2 separate regions of the Pan troglodytes genome follow, and region 2 is linked to region 1. Evidence: chromatin contacts called from public HiChIP or PLAC-seq data. All regions are on one chromosome and are shown on one strand. The core of a region is the stretch at or near the end of the contact, and the rest is flanking DNA. Distances in the headings are between cores, read along the strand shown.

Region 1 (6,392 bases), core at 79-2,578:
TTACATCCTCCTCCTCTTGCTCTCATCTTCCAACAAACTTCAAATTCTTCTTCACTCTGTTAGGCAGAGCAATTACATTCTCTCAAGCTCTTTCTCCCAAACTCAGCTCCAGGACAACCTTTCAAAATCCAGAGCCCTTTGCTAACCTGCCCAATGGAGTTGGACTTTTCTAGCTTCAACTAGGTTCATCATTTTAGCTGATCTGCCTGTGGCCAGCTTCCCCACATTGGATGCCAACCTAGTAAAACAGTCATCCATAAATCATAAGGAAAGCTAAAATGTATCAAGCACCTACTATGTGCTGGTTCGAGGTTAAATGCCTCGCATGAGTCATCTCATTCAATTTCCACAAAAACCCTTTAAGATAAGGACTATTTGCTGGGCACGGTGGCTCATGCCTGTAATCCCAACACTTTGGGAGGCTGAGGCAGGCAGATCACCTGAAGTCAGGAGTTCAAGAGCAGCCTGGCCAACATGGCGAAACCCCATCTCTACTAAAAATATAAAAATTAGCCAGGCATTGTGGCTCATGCCTGTAATTCCAGCTACTCGAGAGGCTGAGGCAGGGGAATCATTTGAACCCGCGAGGCGAGGTTGCAGTTAGCTGACATCGTGCCACTGCACTCCAGAGCCTTTTAAGACTCTGTCTTAAAAAAAAAAAAAAAAAAAAATATATATATATATATATATATATATATGGACTATTAGTATCCCCATTTTACAGATGAGGAAACTGAGACTTCATAGAGTTTGGGGTGCCTGTGGTCATATCTATAATTGTGAAAAAGTCAGATTCTAAAGCATTTTACCAATATTGCCTAAGTGAGTGGGAGGGAAGGGAAGGGAAGGCTCTCTGGAGTCGGGCTATGCTGGACAGCGGGGTTCGGAAACTCTGGTGAATAAAGTGGTAGTTGTTTCTATGAACATGGAGTGAGAAGGCCCAATCCTAAACACACCAGTGCTTAAGGCAGCTGCAGAGAATTAAAGGCAATAGAAAAAGGGGAGCTGGATGGCAGGAGCTTGGATGGGGAAGACTTCAAGGGCAGGTGAAGATGCCAACAGCTTCCTGCCTGGAGGACCGAAGAAAGGTTGGGCTTCACTGCAGACCTCCAGGAGACAGATTTGCTTGTTGGGACAGAGTAGGGAGGTGAAAGCGAGGTGAGGAAGTTCGGGGGTGGGGGAGGTGCACACAGCTCCACTAAAGAGCTGAAAGAGGCCGATGGAGTATTCATGAGACGGCTGATCCAGGAAGGACTGTGGCATATTAATATGGAAAAGGCCTGTTTGTTTGTGCTTGGAGAGGAAGGAGCCAGAGGAGAGGGGAGCAAGGTGGGCGGGAGCTGGGGAGAGCCTGCAGCAAGATCTGCAGAGCCCGAGGTGCTCTCGGCCTGGGCCCTGGAGAGGACGTAGGGTAAGTGATGGGGCACAGGCTGTGCGTCAGGGGGAAGGTGCTGGGGCCTGAAGGTCCCGCGGGGAACCTCAGACGGCCTTATGCCTTCTCACAAAGAAACTGGACCATCATCTCCGACCCGCACCCCGGTCGCCCCTGGGATTACCAGGCTGAGGCGCCCGGGAAGCCCGGGCAGAGGACAGAGGGTGGGCGCAGGAGGCTGGACCGCGCGGGGCGGAGCTGGATGCCTGGCGCCGGCCTCCCTCCCGGCAACCCCGCCGGTCCTCTCAGGTGACAGCTCACGCCGGCCCCCGCCCCGCCCCCCGCATATTCAGGAGCCCCAGCCCACCCCGCCCGCGAACAGCCAGCGCTGGAGGAGCGCCGGGAGACTCTGCCGTCGGTGCGTGCGCGGACACGCACCCGTCCCCCTTGGTCTCGCCGCCAGCCATGGCCGCCGCTACGGCCTCCCCCCGCAGCCTCCTTGTTCTCCTCCAGGTGGTAGTGCTCGCTCTGGCGCAGATTGTAAGTTTCGCAGCCCCTCCGCTGCCAGGGTCCAGGGTGCGGGGTCTGGAGTCCGGGATGGAGGAGCTCTGCCTGTGTCCCGCGCCTACTGACACCCCTAGCCCGAGAGGCCACCTGAGGACAGCGCCGCGGGCAGGTCCCCTCGGTGGGTGCATACATGGTGCCCATCGCGGCACCATGAATGGAGGTGGCTGAGCCGGAGAGTCAAACGGGACCCGTCCCGAGACGCGCGGCCCGGCCCGGGACAGGCAGCGTGGGGCAGGAGCTGGCGCCCGGTCCTGGCAGCCCGGGGAGCCCAGGTGGCGGGGCATACAATGGTGCTCATTCACCCGCTGCGCAGCCTCCGCCCCCGCCGCCTCCCAGGGGGCGCCGGCTCCAACCAGACGCCGCTGTCGCCCCGAGGCGGCCTCTCGGCCCTGCCCGTCTACCCACGTCTCCCTTCCGAGGGCCGCCGGGGGCTGCGGGCGCGCGGGTAGGGCAGAGACTGGGCCCCGTCGGGTGCTGGGTGTGGTTTCGAGCTCGCCTGCGGGGCGCCAGCCTGGCACTTCACGGCCTGGGGAGGTCGTGGGCACCGGGACCCCTGCCTGGGTCCGAGCTGGCCTCTTAAAAGGGCCGCCTTTTAAGATCTCTGATCTGTTCAGAGATGGGCAGCAGGATGGAGGAGAATCTCCAGCTGTGAGCTCGCCTCATCTTGATATGACTTGTGACCTCCCTGAAACCTCACACCCACCCAGGGGCATTGAATTGCAGGCAAACGGGATCCAGAGAGAGGGTCTGCTTTCTGGGAGGTGCCGGCTCCTCCTGCTCCCCTGCAGCAGTCAGGACTTAGCGGAGGGAGGACCGGGCAGCTGTGCTGCCGAAGGGGCGCTCCGAGTGGGAAGATAGTACCCGCTTCACCTCCCTACACCTCCTTTCTCTGCGCCTCCCCCACTTTCCCGTCGGGTTTTCCCGCACCATGGGGAGAGGAGGAGGCGCTGTCTCTGCCTGTCGTTCACGTAAGAATAACAACCCGAGCCACCGCTCACTGAGGGCCGGCAGCCTGCTAGGCACAACCTTACATTCCATCTGTGATTTATTTGAGCTGTCCACGTCTCCATCTATTCCCCACCGCGACCGCGCAAGGGCAAACTGGCACAGTGGAAGGAGTCGGGCAGATCCAGGGCGGAGTCCTGGCGCCGCCGCCCACTCTCAGTGACCATGGACCCTTCACGTTCTGAGCCAGTTTCTTCGACTGCAAACTGGGGCCCGTAATAGCGCCCGCCTCCCGGTTCTGAGTATTCTGTAAGATAATGAATGCATGTAATGGCACACAGTGCCTGCTATACAGAAGATTCTCAATACGTGGGAGTTCGCGGAAGAGGTGCGCCCCTAGGACCCCGCTCCCAGGGTCGCTTGCAGCCCCGGAGACGCCCAGCTTCCTGCACTGTCTGAGGACTGCCCCACCCCGTGTGTGTTTTTCAGAGAGGTCCACCGGGAGAGCGGGGCCCCCCGGGTCCCCCGGGACCGCCGGGAGTGCCTGGATCCGACGGCATCGACGTAAGTCTCTAACCTGAGACCAGGGCGGGAGGGAGGCGGCAGACAAAGGAGAACTTTGTGAGCGCTGTGGTGGGGCTGGGGACTGGGGTGCCCGGAGATGTAGTGCCCCTCGTCGCCAATAGGCGGCGCCGGCCCGCACCACAAGGACGCCGTTTGTTCTGCAAAAACCTCAAACCAGCCCTGACATGCGGAGCCCGTTATAGCCGCCGACAGACAAGGAGCTGCTGTTCAGTCCGCCGGCCGCAGCTCACAGCGAGGCCTCATCCCCCTCCTCTCCTTTCCCCTCCTTGTGGGGTAGGAGGCGACTCAACCCCTCACCCTGCCTCTGGCACATCTGGACGCTTCTTCAGGTTCGCTTGGGAGCCTTGGCCAGACCACCGACCAGCTTGGGCCAGACTCCCGTCTCTTCCCTTCGGTTTTCTCTCCCCGATTTAGAATCAGCTGGGCTTGTTCCCTGCAGGGTGAGGGTTAAATACCTCATTCTGAAAGCTCGCGCAGGAGGGCCGCTTGATGTTTACCAGTCTGGACAGACTTCTATTCAACCTGGTGCCCCCACCCCCCAAACACAGGATGCTGGGCCCCCGGCCAGGCCCTGGCTGCTGAGGGCTCTGAAATGCCTGGAGGCCTCTCTGGGGCTGAATCGCACTCCACCGGCCCTGCCTGCCCACCACCAAGGGTCCTTTGGCACTGGAAGGAGGTCCTTCCCTCCTTGGGAACACTGAATTTCCCCCTTGCAGTCCCCCTTGGTCCTTGCCACTGGCTCAGCTTCCCGTTCTCCTGCCCTGCAGTCTGGAATAGAGCTGCTGCCCAACTCGCTCATCCCCCTTCACGTTTCTCTAAAAGCCCCAACCTTCCTCCCACACGTGCCCAAATCCAAGAGGCATCAGCTTGGAGCCCCCAGCCCTGGTAGTGGGTCTCACAGCTGGCATCTCATGACATCAGCATGTCTGTACCTTCTTGCATGTTGCTGTCACCCTCTCCAGCCCGGCCAGGGTTATTCTCATGCTCCTATGATTTGTTTTTGGTTTTTATTTTTGAGGAAAAGGGGGCTCTTTTCCCAAAGATTGCAAGGCTTAGGGGACCTGGACAGAAGAGAGGAGAGTGAGGAGAGCCTTTGGGAGCGGCCTGCCAGGGCCTGTGTGTGCCCACTTGGGGTAGTGTGAGCCGTAGTGTGCTGTCTCACCAACTTGTATCTTGCAGGGTGACAATGGGCCCCCTGGAAAAGCTGGCCCTCCGGTGAGTGCTTTATCCTCTTTGGCCTTTGACCCTTCCTGCTCTTGCCCTCCTCTGGCTCATGTTTGTTCCATCTCTGTTTTCAAGGGACCCAAGGGCGAGCCTGGCAAAGCTGGGCCAGATGGGCCAGACGGGAAGCCCGGGATTGATGTGAGTAGCTGAGTGTCGGGTGGGGCAGGGTAGGGCTCTGCCAATTGACCTCCAGGGCCTGGCTCTGGCATCTTCACTGATCTGTTCAGAGATGGGCAGCAGGATGGAGATTCTCCAGCTGTGAGCCCCCCTCACCTTGATATGACTTGTGACCTTCCTGGAACCTCACTCTCACCCAGGGGCATTGATTTGCAGGCAACCGGGGTCCAGAGAGAGGGTCTGCTTTCTGGGAGGTGCAGGCTCCTCCTGCTACCCCGCAGCAGTCAGGACTTAGTCTCACATTTCTGGCCTCCAAGGATCAGGCTGAATATGTTGGGTGGCTGTCCTTGTGTGCCCTGTCCTTTCCTCCACTCTTCCCCTGACCCCTACCCACAGCCCCAGGCATGACTCAGGAGAGAAACATCATTTAGCTGATACCACAGAGCTCCCAGGGGGCCCCCAAGGTCACAGGCTCTTGAACACAGCCAGCCCCAGGGGCATGAGGACAACATCTGATGGGGTTTACACTGGGTCAGTCACTGAAAGATGGGAGAAAGGAGAAACCTCCATGACTTGCCTCTGCCCTGCTGGCTCATGAGGTGTGACCAGGGCTGGGACAGTCACCAGGGCCCCTTCAAACTCATCCACACCCTGCAACGATTACAAGGCATATTGCCTTCTACGTTGCATCGGTTCTCACATCCACCCAGAGAGGCACCCAGATGAGAAACTAAGGCTCAGAAAAAGTTGCCAATGGCCTGGCGTGGTGGCTTATGCCTGTAATCCCAGCACTTTGGGAGGCCGAGGTGGGCAGATTACTTGAGGTCAGGAGTTCAAGACCAGCCTGGCCAACATGGTGAAACCCCATCTCTACTAAAAATACAAAAATTACCCAAGCGTGGTGGCACATGCCCCTGGTCCTAGCTACTTGGGAGACTGGGGCACAAGAATCATTTGAACCCAGGAAGCGGGGGTTGCAGTGAGCTGAGACTGTGCCACTGCACTCCAGCCTGAGCAACAGAGTGAGACTGTGTCTCAATTAAAAAAAAAAAAAAGAAAGAAAGAAAAAGAAAAGAGAAAGGAAAGGAAAGAAAAGAAAATGAAAAAGTTGCCAAGGTAGGACATCAAGCAAATGACCAATCTTGACCCATGGCTAGGTCTTCTAGACTCCTGAACCCGGAGGCATGAAGCCTGGGTCTGGCATAAAGCCAAATCTTTGGGCTTTGGTTTCTCATCTTTCAAAAGAAGGGAATTGTTCTGCCTGCCTCCTAGGGTTACTATGGGAACTGGGGAAAAGGAAAGAAAGGTGTGGAGGTTCCTAGGCCTTCATGAGGTATGGCAAAAGGGAGCCTCGGCCCACCCAGGAGGGACCCTTGAACCTGCCCTGCTCTGTGGGTCAGGGAGCAGGTTGGCCCTCATTGATCCTACATTTTCATTCTTCCCCAGGGTTTAACTGGAGCCAAGGGGGAGCCTGGCCCCATGGGGATCCCTGGAGTCAAGGTAAGGGGCCTGCTGGGGCCTCAGCATGGGCAATCTAGGGCCAGCATTTGGGAGTGGCTGTAGAGAGGAAGTAGGAGCCGGG
Region 2 (6,536 bases), core at 1,027-3,526, 230 kb after region 1:
ATGTTCTCACTTATAAGTGGGAGCTAAACATTAAGTACAGATGGACACAAAGAAGGGAACAACAGACACTGGGGCCTACATGAGGGTGGAAATGAAAAGTTACCTATTGGGTACTATGTTCATTATGGCAGTGACAAAATAAAACGTACACCCAACCTCCTTGACATACAACTTACCTATATAGCAAACTTGCATATGTGACCCTGAATCAAAAATAAAAAACAAAAAGAATGTTGGTCTGGCACAATGGCTCACAGCTGTAATCCTAGAACTTTGGGAGGCTGAGGGGGGCGGATTGCCTGAGCTCAGGAGTTCGAGACCAGCCTGGGCAACATGGCGAAACCCTGTCTCTACAAAAAACACAAAAAATTAGCGGGGCATGTTGGTGGTGTGTCTGTAATCCCAGCTACTTGGGAGGCAGAGGCACGAGAATCGCTTGAACCCGGGAGGTGGAGGTTACAGTGAGCCAAGATCACGCCACTGCACTCCAGTCTGGGGGACAGAACAAGACTCTGTCTCGAAAAAAAAAAAAAATTGCATTCAGATTGCTTCACAAGTGTCTTTCAGTTATTGCTCCAGTTTAAAGAAACCTTTAAAGAAATTATAAATAGTTCATTAAAGGCAGGAAATTTCACTGAGAGGGCTATATTCACAGAAAAATCCTGAAACTACTTCAATTTGTAAGTCTTAAGTTAAAATAAAATGCTTATACAATAAGCTTATTTTTCTTAAAACAAAACTGTATACTGTACTGTATAATGCTTTATGATTCTGCATTTTTTTTTCTTTGAGACAGAGTTTCACTCTTGTTGCCCAGGCTGGAGTGCAGTAGCTCAGTCTTGGCTCACTGCACCCTCTGCCTCCTGGGTTCAAGTGATTCTCCTGTCTCAGCCTCCTGAGTAGCTGGGATTACAGGCACCCACCACCACGCCCGGCTAATTTTTTGTATTTTTAGTAGAGATGGGGTTTCATCATGTTGGCCAGGCTGGTCTCGAACTCCCAACCTCAGGTGATCCACCTGCCTCAGCCTCCCAAAGTGCGCCCAGTGGATTCTGCATTTTAATTGACTTTTCAACTAACAACTTACCTCTAGTCCCAATGGCATGGAATAGAAGAGATTACAGACCGTGGGTTTGTAATCGACTTTTCTTTTACAACATATTAAGGGCATTTTTCATGTCACTTTATGTAAATTTACCTCATTTTTCTTTTTTGAGAGAGACAGGGTCTCACTCTTGCCCAGGGCAACAGCGAGATCATAGCTCAGTGCAATGGCGAGATCATAGCTCAATGCAGCCTTGAACTCCTGGGCTCAAGTGATCCTCCCACCTTAGCCTCCCCAGTAGCTAGGATTACAGGCACATACCACCACCCCTGGCTAATTTAAAAAAAAATTTTTTTTTTGTAGAGATGGGGTCTTGCTATGTTGCCTGGGCTGTACTCTCTTTTTATTTATTTTTTATTTTTATTTTTTGAGACAGAGTTTTGCTCTTGTTGCCCAGGCTGGAGTACAATGGTATGATCTCAGCTTACCGCAACCTCTGCCTCCCGGGTTCAAGCGATTCTCCTGCCTCAGCCTCCTGAGTAGCTGGGATTACAAGTATGCGCCACCACACCCGGCTAATTTTGTAATTTTAGTAGAGACGGGATTTCTCCATGTTGGTCAGGCTGGTCTCGAACTCGCTACCTCAGGTGATCTGCCCACCTCAGCCTCCCAAAGTGCTGGGATTACAGGAGTGAGCCACCGCGCCCGGCCCTATACTCATTTTTTATAAAACTGGCCTCATATTATTCCATTGTATAGTGGATACACTCTAATTTCTTTATAAATTATTTAAACTATTTTTTGATGTTTTGTTGAAAAAAAACTTGAGCAGGGAACTGATATTATGAAGGTGGATTGAGGGATGAATGTGGCAATAGAGCATAAAATGGATTAAAGAGGAGAGAATGGAAAAGGAAATGGTTGATGAGAGACCCTTGAAATAATCCAGCTGAGATTAGGCCAGTTAGTGGCCATGGGTTTTCCCCTCAGTCTTATGCATCCAACATATGCTTTCGTCCGTCTTGAAGTCCCGACATTTCTAGAAAACACAGTTGTCTTTCTCCTCTCTACCTTAGCTCATCTCAGTCCTTCTGAATTTCATCTTTGCTTGTTGAAATCCTACCTCTCCTTCAATATCCAGAACAAACCCCACACCCTGCCATGATTGGTCCTGGCTGGAAACCGTCCCTCCTTCTTTCTTCCTTCCTCTGTGCATGTTTCTTGCAAAGGCAGTACAGGGCAGTGGTGAAGAGCAACGACTTTGGAACCACCAATTTGCTATCTCTGTGACCTTGGGCACCTTACTCAGTGCCAATTCTCAGTGCCTCAGTGTCCTCACCTGTCAGGGGGAGAAGTGCATACAGCATTGTTATGAAGAGTGAATTAGTTAAAGGTTGTAAGAATAGTGCCTGATAGCATCTGATCAGCACTGAATATATGTTAGCAATTATTTTGATTCACCGCAGAGGGCGGTCTACGAGAGCGCAGAGCCCCACTCGGCCAGCGGGGTCTGGCGGGGGACCTGTCGCGCTGAAAGCTCCAGGGTAGGGCCGACGCCCATCAGGCTGGGCATCCGTTCGGGATGCGCAGGTTGCAGTCTGCAACCGGCGGCGCCACGCCCAGGCGGGCGGAGCGCGGTTCCCGGAGTCTCGCGCCCGCGGTCATGTGACACAGCGAAGATGGCGTCGCCCGGCTGCCTGTGGCTCTTGGCTGTGGCTCTCCTGCCATGGACCTGCGCTTCTCGGGCGCTGCAGCATCTGGACCCGCCGGCGCCGCTGCCGTTGGTGATCTGGCATGGGATGGGTGAGTGAGTGAGAAATTTAAAAGGGTTTGGCGATTCTCTCTCTTCCTAGCCTGGGTTCGCATCTGCAAAATGTGGGTGTAGAGGGCGAGGACGTGGTCCCACAGCACGCGGCTGCCTCGACATTTTAGGATTTGAAGGATCTGCATTGGAAAGAGAGAAGGGGAAGGAGCCGTCCCCTTCACTGGAAAGAGAGAAGGGGAAGGAAAGAGAGAGCCGCGCACGGCGTTGAAGTTTTACATGCTGTCCTTGATTAATCCTTACAGTAGTGGCGTCAGGATGCAGCATCTCGCACTTGGTCAGGCTAGGTGAGCTGCGGCTGGCTATAAGACTGGCGCATCTACCCTTTTATTTATTCCTTCACACATTGAACAGAGATTTGTTAGGCACCTACAGTTCATTTACAAATTGAGTAACCCTTATCTGAAATGCTTGGGACTGGGAAGCATTTCGGATTTTTTTTCTTAAATATTTGCATATATACAAGATATCTGGGGGGTGGGACCCAAGTGTAAACAGGAAATTTATTTATTTTTCATATACACCTTATACACATAGCTGGAAGGTAATTTTATGCAATATTTTAAATAATTTTGTGCAACCCATCACATGAGGTCAGGTGTGGAATTTTCCACTTGTGGCATCATGTCTGCGCTGAAAAACTTTCAAATTTTGGATTTCCCATTTTCAGATTAGGATGCTCAACCTATATTCATTTAACACAGTTATTGAGCACCTACTAGGTGCTGAGGATACAGCAGGGAACTAAACAGACTAAATTCTTTGTTCTTTTGGAACCTACTCTCCAGTAGGAGAAGCAGATTATAAAGAAATTAACAAGTAAAAATAACATATCAAATGGTGATATGTGCAATGGAGAAAAATATAGTAGGGTGTAGGATAAAGACTGGAGGTGGGGGCTTGCACTTTTAATAAAGCAAAGTTGGGAAAGAATTCACTGAAAAAGTGACATCTGAGTACAAAACTGAGGTAGATGAGGACAGTTGCCATTTGGCTATCTGGTAGAAGGAACAGTAAATGGGAAAGCCCTGATATGGAAGTATGTCTGGTGTGTTCAAGGGACAGCATTCAGATCAGCGTGGCTGGAAATGAGTAAGCAAGGGGAAGAAGTTAGGAGTTTAGTTTGGAAGGGAGGGGCAGGTACAGAAGTTATTGGGCCTAGTAAGACTAATGCAGGGACTTTGGCTAGAGTGTCATGGGGAACTTTTTGAGCAGATGAGTGACATGATCTGACACATTTTTAAAGAATCACTTTAGTTGCTGTATTGAGAATAGATCGTAGGGGGTCATGGATAGTCACAGGGAGACAGGAAACTATTGCAATAATTTAAACAAGAGATGATTATGACTTGGAACTGTAGAGTAACAGTAGAGGTGTTGAGAAGTGGTCAAAGTTTGGCTAGATTTTGAAGGTGGATTGCTAACAGATCAGACTTGGAATAAGAGAAAGAAAGGAGCCAAAGATGACTCCACAGGTTTTGGCCTGGACAATTGGAAGGGTGAAGTTTTCATTTTACCAAGGTGGGGAAGCCTGTAGGACAAGCTGACTTAGGGTGGGGGAAAGATCAAGAGTCTGCTTTTGGGCTTACTAAACTTGAGATCCTCATGAGACACCCAGGAGATGTTGTAGAGGCATTTGGAGTGTGGAGTCTAGGACAGAGATACGGGTTGGAGCTTTAAGCAGGGAGTCTTCAGCATACAGCTAGTAGTTAAAGGCTAGGTGAGACCACCTAGGAAATGAGCGTACACAGAGGACTAAGCCCTGAGGCACTCCATTCCATTTGGAGGTGGAGGAAATGAGGAGAAACTAGCAAAGGAGACTGTAACCGAATAGCCAGTGAAGTGGAGGGGTCAGGAAAGCGCCGTGTCCTTGAAGCCAAGTGAAGAAAATGTTTCAGGAAGAAGGGCATGATCAACTGCATCAAATGTTGATAGGTCATGATCAACTGTATCAAATGTTAATGGGTCAAGGAAGATAAAGGCTGACAACTGATTATTGGATTTAGCAATATAAAGATGATTAATCTTGACAAAAGCAGTTTTGGGAGAGTTGTGATAGTGAGAGCTTTATTGGGATGGGTTACAGAAAAATATTCAGAGTAATTAGAGTCAGCAAATACAAACACTTGCAAGGTTCTCCAACAGGCCCTGGGGCTACTACAGTGGGGTCAAAAGAGGACACAGGGTAGGAGCTTTGTGTTTTCCCAGAGCTCACAGTCAGTTACAGGGGAGGCAGAGGCAGTTAAGTAACCTACAATTACAACTCAGTGTGGAGAACGTTGTTTTCAGAGAAATAAAAGGAATAGACAATTCTCTAGGCAATAGCCTTTTCTTCTTCTAAAATTGGTGCTTAAGCTTTCTCGCAGGTTGAAAATGGAATAAGTAAGTTCAAAATGGGAAATGATCTCAGTCCACTTCTACTCAGTAGCCAGTTTGCTTCCTGTTCTTAGTTCTAGTTCCCTGAAATAGAAGAAACAAGTCTGGGGCTAGGACAAGATGAAGAGGCTCCTGAAGTGCAAATGTAAGGAGGCACTCACTCTCAAATTCAGGGTCAACACTTACATAAACCTGAGAATGAGTGCCTCCTTAAATTTTGTGCCCTAGAGCGGGGGTCCCAAACTCCCTGGGTCTGTGACCTGTTAGGAACTAGGCCACACAGCAGGAGGTGAGTGAGCCTGCAGCCTTACCACCATGAGCTCTACCTCCTGTCAGATCAGCAGTGGCATTAGATTCTCAAAGAGCTCAAATGCTGTTGTGAACTGCGCATGTGAGGGATCTGGGTTGGGTGCTCCTTATGAGAATCTAGCGAATGCCTGATGATCTGAGGTGGAACAGTTTTGAAAAATTGTCTTCCACAAACCTGGTCCCTGGTGCCAAAAAGGTTGAAGACCGCTGTCCTAGATGCTTAATTTGCCTCACCCTAGTCCTGGCCCTGAAGAGAAAACTTTGCATCTGTTCACCCCAAATATCCCCTGTGATAGGGGAAGGGAATGTGTACCTCTGCTTATTTTTCATTTGTAAATTTGGTGTCTTAATTATCCTATATGGGCTTTTTGGTTTTTTTGAGACAGGGTCTCGTTATGTTGCCCAAACTGGTCTCGAACTCTTGGCCTCAAGCAATCCTCCTGCCTCGTCTTACCAAAGCGCTGGGATGATAGGTATGAGCCACCATGCTTGGCCTATATGGATTTTTTTTTTTTTTTTTTTTTTTTTTTTTGAGATGGAGCCTTGTTCTGTTGCCCAGGCTGGAGTGCAGTGGCATGATCTTGGCTCACTGAAACCTCCACCTTTCAGGTTCAAGCGATTCTCCTGCCTCAGCCCCCCAAGTAGCTGGGACTACAGACATGTGCCACCACACCCGGCTAATTTTTGTATATTTAGTAGAGATGGGGTTTCACCATGTTGCCCAGGCTGGTCTCGAGCTCCTGACCTTGTGATCCACCCACCTCGGCCTCCCAAACTGCTGGGATTACAGACGTGAGCCACGACACCCAGCTCCTGTATGGACTTTTGAAGCTTGTTATTACTTGATAAACAGGAGCTAAGCAAAAAATGTTCTTTCTTCTATTTTTTAAAATTGAGGTAAAAATTCATATAAAGTTAACCATTTAAAATTGTACAATTCAGTGGCATTTAGTGTATTTGCAATGTTGTGCAACTAACACTTCT

Evidence for each region. HiChIP or PLAC-seq counts read pairs in DNA pulled down with a chosen protein or histone mark.
Region 2: an H3K4me3 HiChIP or PLAC-seq map of stem cell-derived excitatory neurons shows a contact between it and region 1, with 5 times the contacts expected there. The contact joins the promoter of PPT1 here to the promoter of COL9A2 in region 1. A contact is called at or near these places in 1 of 7 Hi-C or Micro-C datasets (induced pluripotent stem cells) and 1 of 1 datasets of contacts at active chromatin or transcription factors (stem cell-derived excitatory neurons).

The regions. Positions count from the first base shown.
Region 1 is chr1:190,650,698-190,657,089 of NHGRI_mPanTro3-v2.0_pri, forward strand. COL9A2 (collagen type IX alpha 2 chain) reads left to right here and starts at 1,329. Exons shown (of 33, transcript XM_016959840.4): 1 at 1,329-1,411; 2 at 1,726-1,912; 3 at 3,374-3,448; 4 at 4,649-4,684; 5 at 4,769-4,831; 6 at 6,257-6,310. The coding sequence starts at 1,838.
Region 2 is chr1:190,879,109-190,885,644 of NHGRI_mPanTro3-v2.0_pri, forward strand. PPT1 (palmitoyl-protein thioesterase 1) reads left to right here and starts at 2,277. Exons shown (of 9, transcript XM_001172215.5): 1 at 2,277-2,848. The coding sequence starts at 2,725.